Linked DNA regions of Sus scrofa: region 1 is linked to region 2. Evidence: chromatin contacts called from public Hi-C data. All regions are on one chromosome and are shown on one strand. The core of a region is the stretch at or near the end of the contact, and the rest is flanking DNA. Distances in the headings are between cores, read along the strand shown.

The links. A called contact is a pair of places that touch in the nucleus more often than the background predicts.
Region 1: a Hi-C map of liver shows a contact between it and region 2, with 2.7 times the contacts expected there. A contact is called at or near these places in 2 of 5 promoter capture datasets (fetal skeletal muscle and liver), 18 of 47 Hi-C or Micro-C datasets (alveolar macrophages, blood, embryonic fibroblasts and 9 more) and 2 of 2 datasets of targeted methods (alveolar macrophages and skeletal muscle).

The regions. Positions count from the first base shown.
Region 1 is chr3:4,215,884-4,220,846 of Sscrofa11.1, forward strand. All of the region lies in intron 13 of RNF216 (E3 ubiquitin-protein ligase RNF216), which reads right to left. Among named protein-coding and RNA genes, the nearest start is that of FSCN1, 84 kb to the left of the region's middle.
Region 2 is chr3:4,117,018-4,121,992 of Sscrofa11.1, forward strand. LOC106509624 (a long non-coding RNA gene) reads left to right here. Exons shown (of 4, transcript XR_002342207.1): 2 at 3,291-4,452. Among named protein-coding and RNA genes, the nearest start is that of FSCN1, 15 kb to the right of the region's middle.

The DNA of each region.
Region 1 (4,963 bases), core at 343-2,842, 97 kb after region 2:
CCCCTTTTGCTGCACCCAAGACATGCAAGTTCCCAGGCCAGGGATGGAATCTGAGTCACAGGTGCAGCAACACGGGACCCTTAACATGCTACACCACAGCAGGACCTCTCTAAGGGAAGAGAGTCTGAAGACATTCTTCCATACGGCTGGATTTAGAGAAAGAAACCCAAACAATCCTAGGTCATCACAGGTTAGGAGAAAAATCTGCCAGCCAAGGAATCCTTGGGAAGATGTTCCATGAAATGCTGATGCTCACCTGCAGGAGCACAAAGAAGGGAGCCTTTAAAGCGATGTGGTTACTACAAAGCAAAACGGTTAATGTTTGAGTACGTCAGCGTCGTACGTAGCTATGAAGAGCAGAACTCCCATGGTTTAATTGAAAGGTTAAAATGTGATTAAAAATAACAGTACTTAAAGAAGTCTCCGCTCTGGAACACGGAGATAAGGCACAAGGCACCACTTACGAAGTACTTGTTATGTGCTCGTTACAGTCCTGGGTGCTTCTCCCCACCAGCTCATCAATTCCATACCCCCTGCGAAGGCACAGGGGTGGGTCACAGACAAGAATGGGAGGCTTCCGCAGGGCTAAGGACTTTTCTGGGCTGTTTCTCCATGGACGAAGGAGAGAGGTGGGGGCCACACGGATTGCAAAGCTCACAGCACCACCTCTCCCTGAAAGAAATTCCATTCTCCCCAGCTTCAGACCTTAAAGATTTATGCAAACTTTAACACAAAACAAAGCTGATAGTAAGATGTTGACAGCAGGTCAAAAAATGAGTATGATTCTGAAACAAGACAAGCCCTGTCAGAACTGCCGCTGGAGGATCTCCCAGCAGCTCTTGCGGCAGAGCCAGTGAGCTGCTTCCCTGCAGCCACTGTCTACACAGCACAGCTGTATGGAACACAACTGCGCGGTCTGCTCCAGACCTGCTGCTCCTGCCTGCCTTCCGCAGCTTCAACGATGCTGGCTCTTGGAACACAAACAGCGCCACGGCTACCCTGAGAGGACACAGAAGGGGAGAGGTACACAACTGGAAAGAGTAGTCTTGAGCTAAGCCTGTTTTCTTATGGAAAAGTGGCACTTCAGGCCTAACAACTGGGAAAAAAATAAAGGACTCGCAAACAGTATGATATGAGAATCATGACACAGAGCAAAGCCACGGGCCTTCCTTGGGCCTCAGGATCAAAGTACTTCCCCTCCAGCCATTCCCCCTGCTATTATTTCAAGGCTGACCTTGGGTCTGTGACCAGGTGTGATTCAGCTGGGGCGCCCCCAAACGGGGGCAGTGAATACCTGAATACCGGATATACTCCCTCCACGGCCCATGCTTCCAGTGGGTAGGGGTTATTTTTCTTAAAAACAAAGTAAAACAAAAGCAAACCAAACCAAACTAAACCAAACTGTGTTCAACGGCTTTTCTTTTTCTTTGTTTTTTTTGCTTTTGAGGGCTGTACTCTCCGCATATGGAGGTTCCCAGGCAAGGGGTTAAATCAGAGCTACAGCTGTTGGCCTATGTCACAGCCAGAGCCACGCAGGATCTGAGCTGGACCTGTGACCTACACGACAGCTGGCAGCAACGCCAGATCCTCAGCTGGCTAAATGAAGCCAGGGATCAGTGGTTACTAGCCAACCTCATGGTTACTAGTCGGATTGGTTTCTACTGTGCCACAACGGGAACTCCTAAATGACCTAACAAACCTAACTAGCACTCTAGTTTAAGTAAAATACCAACACACACACGAGTAGGGCCCGCCTGCCCCACAGTATTAGGGCGCTCTGGCATAACTTGTATGGTATGAGAAGCTGAAAATGATTTTACTTTGTATTGGTATTATTTCCAAACTCTCCAGGTGTTCACTTCAGGGCACACATGTGTTACTTAGAGACTGCTGAACACGCGCATCCACTGCATCGATCACAGAGTCAGCAGTTATTCCCCCCCTGAACACTAGGTGCTCTACTTACTGGATGTGCAGCAAGGCAATGAATGACTCCTACATGGGGTACATCTCACTGCTGTGATATAACCTTGCCATTTTCCCTAAGCTTTCCACTATAAAGGAGAAAAAAAAAAAAAAAAGTAATCTTGCAAGTGGGGGGGAGGAAAGGGAATGAAATATAAAATCCAGGTCTGAAGATAGTTTTTGGTAGATTACAACAACAGCAAGCACTCATCCACTTTTTTTTTTAGGCTGCATCCAAGGCATATGGAAGTTCCTGGGCCAGGGATTGAATCCGAGCTGCAGCTGTGGCAATACTGCATCCTCAACACACTGCGCTGGGCCGGGAATCAAGCCCACACCACCACAAACACAATGCCGGATCCCTAACCTGCTGTACCACAGAGGGAACTCCCCAATAAATATCAGAGCAAGGGGATACTGGAGTGTGGAGAAATCAGATAAACAGTTTCTTGCTCCTTTTCCAGTTCCTGCAGAGGCCAGTGGGCTCCTCTTTCGGGGGCTCCAATGGCACGTTACACAATCCTGTGCTCTACCCTCAAAGCGAGACTACAGGGTCACCTGATTCTGCAACTGGACTTCTGTAATTAACTGTAATTTCCACCTCCTACCTGGTTCCTGTCTTGATATCGAAGGTGCTGGAGTCTCCTCCTAGGTTCAGAGATGGGCACTCCAGTTCGGGCTTGTCTGACTGCACGCCCACTGAGCCAAAGAACAGCTGGCATGGTAACTGGGGGGAGGGGAACGACAGAATTGGGCCAGCATCCCTGAGAGGGCCTGACTGGAGGCTTATTTGTGAGGCTCTGGAGCCCCCTGCTGGTTGCCTGCTGTAACTGTTAGTTCCTCACTAAACCAATGAGAAAATCACCCCCACAAACCTTTCCATCTCACCGCCATCTACAAGGCTTTCGGTTTATTTAAAACATCACGTGCACAGAAATACGCAACATAGCTTTATGCTGTCTGAACTCTGGCAATGTAAACATTCTGTCCACATTTCATAAACAGGGTCTACAGTACATTACGGCTTGTGCCCAGTCTCAGGAAGGAAACTGACACGGTCAAGAACCAGCCTGAGATATCCTCTGACCAGCATCACAGCCTCACCAAGTACATGGAGTGAACCCCCTTCTACAGATGAGCACAGGGAGAGTCAGATTAATGCAGCCTGGCTCCCACATCACATGGTCCAGAGGGTGGCTCTGGGCAGGTCTGGGTGGTCTGCCCCCGCCACTCACCGAACAGTGACTGGGCGTCAGTGGCTCATCTCCGAGCTTTAGGTTCCTGACCTATGACTGGGAACATAAATAACAGAGCCACAGGACTGAATGAGACAATGCACTTCCAGCATCCAACACGGTGGCGGCTCACGGCAGTGATTACTAAGTTTTAGCTGCTGTGCCACCATCGCTATCATCACAACAGTTCAAAGCCCAGGCTTCCAGGCTTCCTGCCTCCCAAGCACAGCTGCAGAAAAACCCTGCCCCACGGGGGTCTAGAGCAATAAGGAGCTGGAGAGAACCCCTCAACTAGAAGGTGGCAGAGCTTACTCCTGAATACCAGGTTATTAACAAGTGGGAGCGAGCTTCTCCAACTTAAAACGCAAAGGGAGGAGTTCCCATCGTGGCTCAGTGGTAACAAACACGACTAGCATCCATGAGGATGCAGATTCAATCCTTGGCCTCACTCAGTGGGTTAAGGATCTGGTGTTGCTGCGGCTGTGGCTGTGGCGTAGGCCAGCAGCTGCAGCTCAGATTCAACCCCTAGAACTTCGACATGTTGTGCGTGTGGTCCTAAAAAGACCAGACCAAACCAAACCAAACCAAACCAAATCCAACAAAAAAACCAAAAACAGCAAAGGGAAACTGAGAGAACTAATAGAGAAATGAGTGCATTAAAGAACTGAAAACCAGATCTGCAGACAACACTGAGGAAACCAGTCATTCTGTAGCTGAGCAGGGTATGAGCACCTGGAAACAACTTGGGCAGTGTTCTTGGGTTCCAGTTACTGTCCTTTTTTTTTTTTTTTTTTTTTTAATTTCTAGTTACTTTCCATTAACCATGAGCAAGCACACAGGGACTGGAATGGCCCTTGGTAGAGCAACAGGTAAATTTGGGGGAGCCACAAGTATAGAATATGGAAAAGATTACTGAGTAAAGTTGCCAAATCTAAGGGTAGGGCATGATACACAATGGGACGAGTAATATTCATAAGCTAATATTATGAATAGACATACAACGGGATGAACAGTATTCATAAGCTAATATTCACTGAGTGCTTATGGAGTAAACACCTTACATTAAAACACTCAATTCTTTTTTTTTTTTTTTTTTTTGTCTTTTTGCCCTTTTCTTGGGTCACCCACTCCCTCAGCATATGGAGGTTCCCAGGCTAGGGGTTGAATCGGAGCTGTAGCTGCCGGCCTACGCCACAGCCACAGCAACGCGGGATCTGAGCTGCATCTGCGACCTACACCACAGCTCACGGCAACGCCGGATCCTGAGATAGGCCAGGGATCGAACCCGCAACTTCATGGTTCCTAGTCAGATTCATTAACCACTGAGCCACAACGGGAACTCCTAAAGACACTCAATTCTTGTAACACACCTCTCACAAGGAGGCTCTCCCGCTATTATCACAGTGGGGAAAACTGTGGGAGACAGAGAGTAAAGAGGGCCGTGAAGGCTACACGGCCAGGAAGAGGAGGGGCTGGGATCTGAACACAGGCAGCGCTGCTCCCACCAGCCCCTGTGAAGATACACAGATAAGCGGCATATTTATCGATACACTAAAGAGATATTATTTGTTGGAACAGATTGTTAGGAAGCCAGAACCTGGGCGAGGCCTCCCAGTATCCGGAGAGCCGCCTGGAGAGCCCCCTGACAGCTCTCCTTGCCTCCTGTTTCTGGGAGTTGAAGGCTACACCAGATGCGCAGTTATTTGATAAGGCCTTGGCTCCAGGCGCTATGGCAACAGACCACAGAATGAAACCAGTGAAAT
Region 2 (4,975 bases), core at 1,979-4,478:
ACCCCTAGCCTGGGAACCTCCATATGCCGCGGATGTGGCCCTAGAAAAGACAAAAAAAAAAAAAAAAGAGATTTTTGTTTTTGTTTTTTCCATTATAGCTGGTTCACAGCATTCTGTCAATGTTCTGCTGTATAGCCAAGTGACCCAGTCACACATACACATATACGTTCTTTTTCTCACATTATCCTCCATCCTGCTCCATCACGAGCGACTGGATATAGTGCCCAGTGCTGTCCAGCAGGATCTCATTGCTTGTCCATTCCAGAGGCAAGAGTTGGCATCTATCAACCCCAGATTCCCGGTCCATCCCACTCCCTCTCCCTCCCCCTTGGCAACCACACATCTGTTGGAAATTAACCATTTTTTTTTTTGCTATTTCTTGGGCCGCTCCTGCGGCATGTGGAGGTTCCCAGGCTAGGGGTTGAATCGGAGCTGCAGCCACCAGCCTACTCCAGAGCCACAGCAACGCAGGGTCCGAGCCGCGTCTGCAACCTACACCACAGCTCACGGCAATGCTGGATCGTTAACCCACTGAGCAAGGGCAGGGATCGAACCCGCAACCTCATGTTTCCTAGTCGGATTCATTAACCACTGCGCCACGACGGGAACTCCAGAAATTAACCATTTTAAAAGCAATTAAGGAGCACTTAGTGTAGTCCCAGTTTTGTGCAACCACCACCTCCATCTAGCTCCAAAATGTTCTCATCACCCCAGAGGGAATCCCCACTCCTGTTACCCAGTCACTGCCCGTCCCCCACAAACCCTCTGTTCCCGCTAAACACTAGGCAGCTTTGTGTCTTTAGGGACTTACCTATTCTGGATGTTTCCTTCAAAGGGAATCCTTTAATACATGGCCTTTTGTGTCTGCTCCTTTGACTTAGCGTCATGTTTTCAAGGCCTGTCCGCACTGAACCACGTGACTGCGCTTCATCCTCTTCTGTGACAAAGCCAGCACTGTGTGCATGTGACATGTTTTGTTTACCCACTCATCCTGCCATAGACATTTGGGTTATTCTCGCCTTTTGGCTCTTGGGAGTGTCAGTGCTGCTATGACCATCCAGGTCCATGTCCAAGTTTTTGTTTGAACACCTGTTGGCCGTCCGGGGCGTACACCTAGGAGAGGAATTCTGGGGCCATGGGTTCATCTAGGTTTAATTTGTTGAGAAGTCGCCAAACTTTTCTACAGCCTCTGACCATTTTACATTCTTTATTTTTTATTTTTATTTTTTAATTTCATGGCCACACTCGTGGCAAATGGAAGTTCCAGGACCAGGGATTGAATCTGAACCTATGCCACAGCTGCGGGAAAGCCAGATCCTTAACCCACTGTGCCACAGCGGGAACTCCCACTTTACATTTCCTTTTTTTTTCTATTATCTTTTTGGGTCTTTTTGTCTTTTTAGCGCTGCACCCATGGGATATGGACAGTCCCAGGCTAGGGATGGAATTGGAGCTGAGGACGGGAACATCCCCTTTGCATTTTTCACCCCAACCGTGGAGTGTAAAAATGGAGTCTTGCAGTTTCTCCACCTCCCCACCCATACTTCTTCTTTGCCTTTTTATTTTTTAATTTCTTTTTTGCTTTTTAAGGCCTCACCCGGGGCATATGGAAGTTCCCAGGCGAGGGGTCCAATTAGAGCTGCAGCTGCCGGCCTACACCACAGCCACAGCGACATGGGATCCCAGCTGCGTCTGTGACCTGCACCACAGCTCACGGCAGCGCTGGATCCTTAGCCCGCTGAGCGAGGCCCAGGGATCGAATCTGCATCCTCATGGATAGTAGTCGGGTTCGCTTCCACTGCGCCTGCCTTTTTATCTTTGCTCGTGGTACCTTGACGGGGAGGGAGTGGGGTCTGGCTGGGTTGGATCTGCAGCTCCTGATGATGGGTGGTGGTGAGCATCTTTCCACCTGCTCCTTGGCCATCCGTACGTCTTCTTCGGATCATCCAACACGACAGGATGTCCCAGCCCTGGAATCAGTTAGCTCTCTGCTGTGCCCTGAGTGGGGAATGGAGATGTGTGGCAGGAGGTGTGGCTGTCCCCACAGCCTCTCAGGGGACAGAGCCAGGAAATGTGGTGTTTACACACATACTGTATTTACATCACCTATGCTAATGCCAACTTTTTTTTTTTTCTTTTTTTTGTCTTTTGTTGTTGTTGTTGTTGCTATTTCTTGGGCCGCTCCCGCGGCATATGGAGGTTCCCAGGCTAGGGGTCCAATCGGAGCTGTAGCCACCAGCCTATGCCAGAGCCACGGCAACGTGGGATCTGCAACCTACACCACAGCTCACGGCAACGCCGGATCCTTAACCCACTGAGCAAGGCCAGGGACCGAACCCGCAACCTCATGGTTCCTAGTCGGATTCGTTAACCCCTGCGCCACGACGGGAACTCCCAACTTTTTTTTTTTTTTTTCTTTTTAGGGCCACACCTGCAGCATGTGGAGGTTCCCAGGCTAGGGGTCAAATTGGAGGAGCTGTAGCCATTGGCCTACACCTCGGTCACAGCAGCGCAGGATCCAGGCCTCATCTGAGACCAACCTACGTTAACCCACTGAGCGAGGCCAGGGATCGAACCCGCATCCTCGTGGATTCTAGTTGGATTCATTTCCGCTGCGCCACAACGTAAACTCCCAACTCCAGTATCTTTATAAACTGCAAAGTCCTGGAGTTCCCTGGTGGCTCAGCAGGCTAGGGATCTGGTGTTGTAGTGACTGGCGTGGGTCGAAGCTGTGGTGCGGGTTCAGTACCTGGACGGGGAGCTTCCGCATGTTGAGGGTGTGGCCAAGAGAAAGATAAAGCAAAGCAGACTCTTGAATTGACACCCATAGGTCGCAGGGTCACTCCAGGTTGCTCCCTTCCTTGTTTAGGCCTCTCTTTTCTGCCCCGAACACCTGGCTGCCCTTAAAGTGTCTGCTTATTGTCTCGGTCCCCTGCGTGTACTTACCTTGCGTGGCCTCTGTCATCCCCTCGCCCTGTCACTTCCTCTGGTCCTGCTCGGGCCCCCCTGCCTCCCCCCGCCCCCAGCCCGCACAGCCCGCACAGCCCCACTGTGACTCCTAAGCCGGCCGCCGGCTCGGGCACAACCTCTCTGGGAGACCCTCCCTGCTGCGCCTGGAAGCCCACCTAGCTCAGTGGCTTTAGGACTCCATTGTTCCAGAAGGGAAATGAAAGCAGGGTCCAGGGGGAGAGGAAGGAAGCGCAGACGTCTCTGCTTCTTGCTTTATCTTGGAAACTCGTGGCTAAGTCAGCACTTTTGTCAAGGAGCCTGCTTCCTTTCCATTTTAACAGGATGCAGAGTTCTCCCTGCTCGGCTTCAGGTGGACTTGCTGCCCTGGGAGGGGGCCTGGTGCTTCCAGAAGCCGGTCTGGGTCAGAGACAACGGGGAAGGCCTGGGGCAGGCTGGGGGGGGCGTGCTTGGTCAGGGGGGTGGGGATGGGGCAGTGGCCTCTCCTGTCCCCTTCCCTTCCATCCAAGACAATCGGCTGCCAGCTAGGGTGGGAGACGATGAAAGGCCGGGTGGGGTTGGTGGAATCATAGCTTCCAGGGCCTCTGGTCCCCCTCACCCTGTGCCTTCATGGAAGGGAGGCCTGAGAGCTGTCCCCGGTCACCGGGGCCCCTGCCCTGACGCCAGGGGTCAGCCTCTCAAGGTTAGGGTCTGTCTCCTTCCCTCCCTCCCTTCAGCTTTGCACGTAAAGGGCACCCAGCTGCAGGACCTGCCTGTGTCCTCCGAGGCGCTGTCGGCCTGCGGGCTTGTGGCGGGGCCTCCGGGTGAGGCTCGAGGAGTGGAGCTGGGCGGGATCGATCGCTTCGTTTGGATGGAAAAGAACCTAAAATTTCTCAATAAGGTTTCTATTGATTAGACGGTGGAATGACCATATTTGGGGCATGCTCATGGGTTAAATTCACTTGTTTGTTTTTCCTTTTTTGGGGGGCCGCATTCGAGAGACTTGGAAGGTCCCTGGGCCAGGGATTGAATCAGAGCCGCATGGGCGACCTACGCCACAGCTGAGGTAACACGGGACCCTTAACCCACTGCAGCACAGCGGGAACTCCCTGCTGCACGTCTCTGAGCCACACTGTCTTCCTTGAGGAGGCGCTGCTGAGGGTGACGGAGACCCCCCTACTGGAGGTGCCACTGAGGTGTGGCAGGGAGGGGGCATCCATCCGTCTGTCCCCAGGCCTCGGACCCTGGTGCCTGAGAGACACGGATGCTGCAAGACTCCATCTCCAGCACCACCACTGCTGCGCTCAGACCCTGGGGCTCTGTCAGGAGTCTGCCCTGCACGGCTTTTATCAAAACATCCAAAACTAGGCCAGAGACAAGGCCAGGGAACCTGCAGCCCTCGGGCCACTCCAGGCCGCCTACCAGGTTCCGGCAGAGCTGCCGGGCGGGAAGTGGACCCCGCGGGCACTTTCGAGCCTCTGCACCCCAGCGTCCCTTCTGCTGCCGGTATGGTGGGGTCTGAGGACAGTGGGAGGCAGAAGGGGCTGGGGCTGGGGGTGGCCTTGATCTGGGCTGGCCCTGCTCAGGCTGGCCCTCCCAGCCCCCCGCCGGTATCAGAGTTCTTCCCCCGGAAACAGAAACTGCTTTCTGAGCACATCCTCTGGGCCTGGCTCTGGCCTCCTGACCCTCAGGATGGGGGCTCCCAGGCAGCCCCCCAGCGGGCTGACTCATCCTCCTAGGCGCTGCGCCTCCTCCTCCATCTCAGCCCCGGGCTTGCCCCTCCGACCCGCCTTCCCCCAGGCGGCAGTGTCCCCAGGAGCGCATCACACTCCCCTTTGAACCTTCCCCGGCTTCCCTGAGCACATCCTGCAGCACCAGCCTCCCCCAGGGCTTGTCCCTCCCCTGCGCCCCAGATCAACCCCCGGCTGGTCCCTGAACCCTTCCTCCCCTGCTGGCTCCTGTGGACACACACCTTTTTTCTTCCTTTCTTCTTTTATTTTTGGCCGCGCTGCGGCATCCGGAAGTTCCT